2 separate regions of the Oryctolagus cuniculus genome follow, and region 1 is linked to region 2. A link is a contact called in public Hi-C data. All regions are on one chromosome and are shown on one strand. Each heading gives the region's core, a stretch centred on a gene start, on an enhancer-like site or on the middle of the called end of the contact. The rest is flanking DNA. Distances are from core to core; before and after follow the strand shown.

Region 1 (3,808 bases), core at 1,193-3,692, 170 kb before region 2:
GCCTTCCCAGTCTAGGGGGGTCCTCCCCACGCCAAAGCGCCAAAGCGGCTCAGGATGGCCTGGGGGCGCCGCTTATCTCCCCGAACCACACAGGGCCCTTTGCTGGCAAAACCCAGCCTTTACTGCCTACTGCCGTTAGGCGAGGTCTCTTCTTTCTCCCAAGCGGCCAGCGAGGGCCTCACCCAGTGCACGGTGAACTTTCCGACGACGACGGCAGGACCGAAGGAGCGGGCCGGGTTCATGGAGCAGCCGGTGAAGTAGAGCTGCGAGGAGACAGGGTGCTGTGGGGAGGCTCTGAGCCCAAAGCACAGAGTCCCAGACCTGCCGCACTGCACACCGCCGCCCCGGCCTCCCGCGCCGGACTTCCAGCACGTGCGCCTGCACGGCCTCGCTGCTGTCCTGTATTTACCCCAATGAGGTGGCCCACTGCCACAGAGGCCCCAATTATGGCAGCCGGGGAACCCGAGGCCTGGCGGCTGTCGGTGGAGGCGAAGACGCAGAGCACCAGCTGCAGGGTCAGAACCAGCTCCACCGCCACCGCCTGCCCGGTGGAGGCTTCATTCCGCACCTGGTGGAACCGGGACAGACGTGAGAGTGGGTGCGGGCTCCACCTGCGCAGCAGGACCGCTCCGCCCACCCCCGGGGGCGCCGGCGGGTGGGACGCAGGACCCTCGCAGAGCTGGAGCTGGAGGAGAGGGTTCAGGGAAGTAGAACTTAGACTGAAGAAGCGATCCCTGTGGCTTCTTCTCAGCTTTCTCACACCACAGTCCATTCCTATCCTACCCAGATAAGGCCAAGGTCAGGTTGCTCTGCGTGCCAGGGCCGGCTGTGAGCTGGTGTGGAGCCTGTGGCTGAACCGCTTTCTCCTTGCCTCCCTCTCCTCCGGCCTGGCACCCCACCCTTGCTTAAACTACCTCCCCTGGCCCCTGCCAGGTGTCCCCTGCCCATGCACCTGCCACTCGCCCCTCCCCCCGCTCCACCTACCATGTTGATGGCGAGGGTCTCTCGGATGTCTCCTGGAGTGACCCCGTAAAGCAGAGCGGCTCCCGCAGTGGCCCCCGCCAGCTGAGCCACCACGTAGGCCACAGCTCGGGGCAGAGAGATGTGTGAGCCCACGAGGAAGGCCAGCGTCACGGCGGGGTTGAGGTGGGCCCCGCTGGCCTTCCACGAGATCTGCACGACCATGGCCGTGGCCATGTTGAAGGTGATGGCAGTCTGCAGTACAGAGGGGAGTGCCGAGGGCCATTTCATGGCCGAGCCCACGCCAAAGAACACATACAGCCCCGTGGCCAGGAACTCAGCAAACAGCGCCCGGCTGATGGCCGCCCAGAGCGTGCATGCCAGCCTGTTTCCTGAGCAGCATGTCGCCGGCTCCATGTCTTGTGCCTTGCGTCTCAGCTGTCGCACTCTTGCTCCAGGGCCTCTGCTCTGTCCCCTGTGTCTCTGCCTGGCTCTAGCTCTGCGCGCTTCTCTGGCCGTCCACCTGCCTCTCTTTCACCACATGGCTGTCGCGAGGAACGTGCTGCTCCCACGGGGACAGTAGGTTATGTACGCCTCGGTGGTGGTGTGAGGGGTGGTGCTGTGTGCCTGCTCCACTCTGAGCTCAGCTGACAGGACAGGGTGCAAGGACGGAGGTGGGATAAAGGGTGCTCTTGGGCGCTGAGCTGGAACCGTGCAGGAAGTTTTCCGAGCCTGGCTGAACCCGGCTCATGCGGCAGGTAGAGGTCTTGCCCCAGGGTTGCAGGTTCAGGGCACGGGAGCAGGGGGGAGACCTGGGGAGCATTGGATTTCCAGGGCGTTCTGTCCCCAAGGTCAGCTTAGATGGAGCAAGATCACTCATCCCAGGGGCTCCTGGGCTAGGTCCCCTCCTCCAGGCTCTGTCCCCAAATTGGCTGAGTGCTCTGAGCTCCTAAGATATGAAATTGAAATCCTGCTCACAGAGAACAGAGCCCACAGCCCTCAGGATGTGGGCCTGGGGAGGGGGCAGCGGGGCAGACGGAGGAGGGGCTTATTCCACAGCTTCTCAAACTGGGTCAGCCCCTACCCATGGCAGCGGGCGCCTCTGCTGTCCAACGTGGGAACATCCAATGGCCTTCACTCTCCCTCCATCCCCCCGCCTCTCCCAGGGCTCTCTGGGCTTCTCCCCCCTCTCAGGACGGGGAGAGGGGAGAAATTCCTCTCATTTGGGAATCAGAGCAGCTTACCCACTTTTGGGCCATGCTGGCCCTGGGGTCAGCCTTGTCCTAGGCTCTCTCCTTGAGAAGACAGCAGCGCTGTAAGAACATCCACCTGGCCTCGCCTGCCCACAGGTGTCCCTGCTGTCCCCAGGCTCTTAGATGGGGCCCTCCCCTCTCCCGGCCCCCTCGGCGCTCCATGGGTGGCAGGCACCTGGGCAGCACCCTGGGCCCTCCTCTCCCTCCGTCCCTGGTCCCATCCCAATGTAAGTCCTGCTGATTTTGAATCCTAACGATTCCTTCTCTGTGCCCTCCTTGCCACCCCCGCCGCCCTGCAGCCACAGCCAGCCTCTCTGCTCCCTTGCTCCGCTCCAATCAATTCTCCACACTGCAGCCCGAGTGATCTTTCTAAAATGCAAATCTGATCCTGCTGCTCCCTGGCTAAAATCCCTTCAAAGCCTCAGTCCCTCTGGAAACTCCACGCCTGGCTTACAAGGCCCTCTGCGATCCTCTTTCCCCTCCCCTCTCCCTGCTCCTCACCTCACCCTTACCCATGGGGGTCTCCCCTCTTTTTTGGGGGGCCCTTTCCATGGGTAACTCCTATCCCATCCTAGGGTTCAGCTTCAAGGCCACTTGCTCATTCCCTGGGTGAGGACCCCCCCACTGCTGTGTGCACTGCAGTCACCCATGGGGGGCTTGTCCCAGTGTTAATGTGTCTCCCCAGTGTGACTGGAGCTGAGACCTATCCATTCCTTCGTGGAGTGTCTTGCATGGAGACTGGCCACAATGAGTGCCGGGGTAGCATTCACGGAATGAGGTCATGCGTGCATGAATGAAATTTCTTGACTTCCTGAAGGCAAATGACTTTTGTGTCAGCTTCATTTCAGCCTGTGATTCTTCTTTCTTTCTTTCTTTCTTTCTTTCTTTCTTTCTTTCTTTCTTTCTTTCTTTCTTTCTTTCTTTCTTTTTTTTTTTTTAGATTTATTTGAAAGGCAGAAGGAGTGGGAAGAGAGAGAGGTCTTCCATCTGCTGGTTCATCCCCCAGGTGGCCGCAACAGCAGAAGCTGCGCTGATCCGAAGCCAGGAGCCAGGAGCTTCTTCCAGGTCCCCGACGTGGGTGCAGGGGCCCAAGGACTTGGCCATTTTCTGCTGCTTTCCCAGGTCACAGCAGAGAGCTGGATCAGAAGTGGAGCAGCCGGGACTTGAACCAGTGCCCATATGGGATGCCAGCACTGCAGGCATTGGCTTTACCCGCTATGCCACAGCGCCGGCCCCTTATTTTCTTTTAAATTATCTGTTTGACAGGCACAGAGGCAGAGATGGAGAGAGCTCTCATCTACTGGTTCACTCCCCAAATGCCTGCAACAGCTGAGGCTGAGTGGGCCAAGGCCAGGAGCCAGGTCTCCCACGTGGGTGGCAGGAACCCAATCGCTGCTTCCCAGCATCTGCACAGCAGGAAGCTGGAGTCAGGACCTGGAGGCGGGCTGTGTGGGATGCAGGCGTCTTATCTGGAACCTTAACAGCTGGGCCGCGCGCCTGCCCCTGGTCTGTGAGTCTCACAGCCTTATACCCACTCTCATCTGAGACTGAGCCCTCTGCCCCCTCCAGGTGAGACACCCCAACTCTGGGCCTCG
Region 2 (3,873 bases), core at 51-2,550:
GCCTCTGCTTCTGCCGGATCCCTAATAAAACCTGGAGCCCCTCGCACTCTGGCTGGGCTGTCATGTGGGAGGACTTGGCGGGGGGTGTCAGGGGTGGGCGTCTCCCTTCCAGCTGGCATCGCCAGTCTGTGACTGGCCAGGGACCTGGGCTCCCTGTGTACTGCTCGGCCAGCAAGTGGAGCTGGCTGGAGTTACCCTCAAAGGGGCAGAGGCTGGGGACGCGGGGTGGCTTAGGCCTACTAAGCGACCCCAACCCCAGGGCTCTGGGCGGGGGTGGGGCCAAGCTGCCTCAGGCCAGGTCAGCTGTGGGCCTCCCTGGCGGGGGGGGGGGGGGTCATCCGCTGCTTCCTCCAAGCCTCTGCTCAGTCTCCCAGGTGCTCACTCCCCACATGCCTAGCTCAGATCTCAGCCAGAAGTTCCCTGGCATGGGAATTCAGTTTGGGAAGGAAGGATCGGAAACTGGGCTGTTGGGAAGGGCCCAAGCTTCCTTGTCATGGCATAGGGAACTGTGGGTTTCCGGTCCTCTGGCTGGTGATGATTTACTGGTGGCCAGGTGACAACCCACCCATCTCACAATGGCCAGCGGGTTGGACTGGGAAGACCTCCTTCCTGGCCGGGGTGCAAGGTGTGGCAATGTGACAAAGCCTGTTGCACATCACCTCCTGCTGACTTGGAGGCCACTGGGACAGAGCTGGGAGGCCCTGGATGTGTGGCTAGGGCTCTGGACAGTTTGTGTGTGATGTGGGGGGTTCCTGTAGGAACACGTCCTACTTTATGTTGGTACCAAAGGTCTATGACCCGGCTTGGGGAGTCCCTGGGCAGGGAGGATGGCTGGGCCCACTCAGAACTCTGGCCCAGCCTGTGCTGTGGCCAACCAGAGAGCTCGTGGGTCTTCCTTTCACACCAGCTCGTTCCAGCAGTGCCTCTCCAACCCCCAGTGCACCCTGAGAGCAAGACAGCACACACTGCTCCTCAAACACCCCCACAGTTCCCAAAGCACCAGTACATGCAAAGTAGATCAGTGCAGCCCGGGGTGCTCAGTGAGTGCCTGCCTGTGGCTGAGATGTGGTGGAACCCGACAGGGGTACTGTTTGCCTGTGAGCTTTGCACTGGTATTTGTTTATTTATTTAAAAAGATGGATTGGTTGACTTCAAAGGCAGAGTGACACTGAGAGAGAAGGAGAGACAGAGCTTCCGTTTGCTGGTTCACTTCCCAAATAGTTGTTACAACGCAGTCTGGGGCACCCTGGAGTCAGGAACTCCGGTCATCCGGGTCTCCCACATGGGTGCAGGGCTCAAGCACTCGGGCCGTCTGCTGCTTTCCCAGGTGCATTAGCAGGGAGCTGGATCAGAAGTGGAGCAGCTTGGGGCTTGAACCAGTGCTCGCTCAGGGCTCTAAGACGCCAGCACTGCGGGTGGCACCACAGTGCCGGCTTGTCTTCTGCCTGGACTTGAACTCCCTCCCTGGGAGCTTTCCTGAGAGCCAGGGCTTGACTTCGCCTGACCTGAAGTCAGGAGTCAGCCTCGCAGCCTGGTTTCGTTGAGAAGTCCCAATCCCATTTCCTCGGGTCATTCTATTCCCAGGTCGCTCTCGCTCTTTCTCTCTCTCTCTCTCTCTCTCTCTAGCCCTTTGGATTTCTGGGCCAAGAATAAACTGGTTTCCCAAAAGCTGCCGGGAAGTCTGCGTCCTCCTCCTGACTTGGAGTTTCTCAAGCGCTTTGCTCTGCTCGGGCCTGCAAGATTACCTCATTTCCTACTGGGCATTGTTCGCCCGAAGGAGAGTTCTGTGGCCTTTCCGGGAAGGAGTTGGGCCTGGGTCTGACTCTCACTCCGCTTCATCCCGGCTGAGACCCAAGGGCCCAGCTGCCCTCTTCCCAGCAACCTGCTGCCCTGTGCTGCCCTCTGGTGGTGGCACATGTGAAGTGCCCCCTGGGCTTCCAGCACAGTGGCCTAATGTAGCACGTGTACACACACACACACACACACACACACACACACACACACGTGCTGATTCCCCAGCGTGCAGCCAAAGCCCTTTGGGGACCCAGACCACCATCCCACAACCACACAAGTGTGCACCCAACACGCAGGCCGGATGTCCCATCCGCAATAATTCAGGGGCTGGGCTGGGGTGCTGGGGGGACACTCAGGCAAGCCGCAGGAGTCCTGGGAAACCAGTTTCTTCTAGGACTCAAGGAAGGGCTTGGCTAAAACCCACGTGACCCTTCGTATTTGGGCTTGCAGTATCTGCGGGCAGCATTCAAGTGACCTCGCGCCTGTGTCCGTGGACAGTGGGTGAGTGGGCTTGCCTCCCGCTTGTGCAAGACCCTGTCTACTGCCTCCCAAGCACAGGAGGCCGCCGTGTCCAGAACACCCAACCCCCTCCAACCCCAAGGGTTGTCCCAAAAATGTAAACTGAGGTTTTCTCTTGGTTGCCGGTGTTGTTTTATTTCCTTCTTTACTCTTTTTTTTTTTTTAAAGACTTTCTACAAATAGTATGTTTTGTTTTCTTTATCGAAAAAAAAGTCTCAAAAAAGAAACCACCGCGCTGTGCATGCAGCGCCCCCTGCCTGTGGCCCGGGTGAGTGCATCCAAGCCTCCAAGCCACAGGAATTCCAGGTAAATGCAGGTGAGCATTTCTGTGATCCTGGAGTGGCCAAGAAACTTTTTTAACTGTTAAAATATAAAAAGACATACAAATGATAAAGTATGAGGCATTTATAAAAAGCTCATGACAAAATGAGTATTATGAGAAACTATGCCTGGACTTCAGAATTTTACATTCTTTTTTTTGACAGTTAGTGAGAGAGAGAGACAGAGGGAAAGGTCTTCCTTCCATTGGTTCACCCCCCAAATGGCCAGCACGGCCGGCGCACTGCACCGATCTGAAGCCAGGAGCCAGGTGCTTCCTCCTGGTCTCCCATGCGGGTGCAGGGCCCAAACACTTGGGCCATCCTCCACTGCCCTCCCAGGCCACAGAAGAGAGCTGGACTGGAAGAGGAGCAACTGGGATGCCAGTGCCACAGGCGGAGGATTAACCAAGTGAGCCACGGTGCTGGCCCACATGGGAGACCTGGAAGAAGCTCCCAGCTTCAGATCAGCCCAGCTCCACCTGTTGTGGACATTTGGGGAGTGAACCAGTGGATGGAAAACTTTTCTCTATTTCTCCCTCTGTAACTCTCTCAAATAAAATCTTCATTAAAACTTGGGCAACAGAGCGCAGCCAGGAATGGGTTAGGAAGAAATGATGGCTGATGCAGGGCATGCAGATGCTACGGGCAAAATGTGTCGGGATCCCCCAACCCCCCAACTATCAGAATGTGGCCTCTACTGGAGATGGGATCTGTATCTGTACAGAAAGAATCGAGTTAACATGAGGTCATCTGGCTGGGCCCTAATCCAATCCCACGGGTGTCCCTCTAAAAGGGCGACATTGGATGGAAACACACACACACACAGGAGAAGCCCAGGCAGAGAGACCTGGGATGCACCTGCAAACTGGGACAGACTCAGCATCAGAGACGGCGACACTGAGGTGGGGGGAGTAGCCACGGCAAGGGGGCACCCAGGGCAACGCAGCTACTCTGCGTGAGATTCAGAGCTGCAAGCAGATGGCAGAAGGGGCCAAGAGCCGCCCCAGGGGACCAAGGGGGGCACCCGCCACAACTCACGGTGGCCCAAGGGGTGGGGAGGGGCAGGCATTTGGCACAGCAGCACAGCAGGTGAGCTGCCATCTGGGACCCCTGTGTGTGGGTTTGGGTGCTGGCTCCTCTTCCCATTCAAGTGCACTCTGGGTGGCTCAAGCGCTTGGGGCTCGGCCACCCATGTGGGAGACCCAGATGGACTTCTTGGCTCCTAACTTTGGCCTGGCCC

What was found. A called contact is a pair of places that touch in the nucleus more often than the background predicts.
Region 1: a Hi-C map of an unstated tissue shows a contact between it and region 2, with 2.6 times the contacts expected there. The contact joins the promoter of AQP6 here to the enhancer-like site in region 2. A contact is called at or near these places in 2 of 6 Hi-C or Micro-C datasets (ear pinna and an unstated tissue).

The regions. Positions count from the first base shown.
Region 1 is chr11:53,313,143-53,316,950 of mOryCun1.1, reverse strand. It overlaps AQP6 (aquaporin 6), which reads right to left and starts at 2,442. Exons shown (of 4, transcript XM_008256432.4): 1 at 985-2,442; 2 at 410-568; 3 at 183-263. The coding sequence starts at 1,377.
Region 2 is chr11:53,140,613-53,144,485 of mOryCun1.1, reverse strand. NCKAP5L (NCK associated protein 5 like) reads left to right here. Exons shown (of 13, transcript XM_051845450.2): 13 at 1-46. Among named protein-coding and RNA genes, the nearest start is that of TMBIM6, 24 kb to the right of the region's middle. Within about 2 kb of position 1,300, at least 2 of the 8 cell types and tissues checked have an H3K27ac peak or open chromatin away from gene starts, as enhancers often do.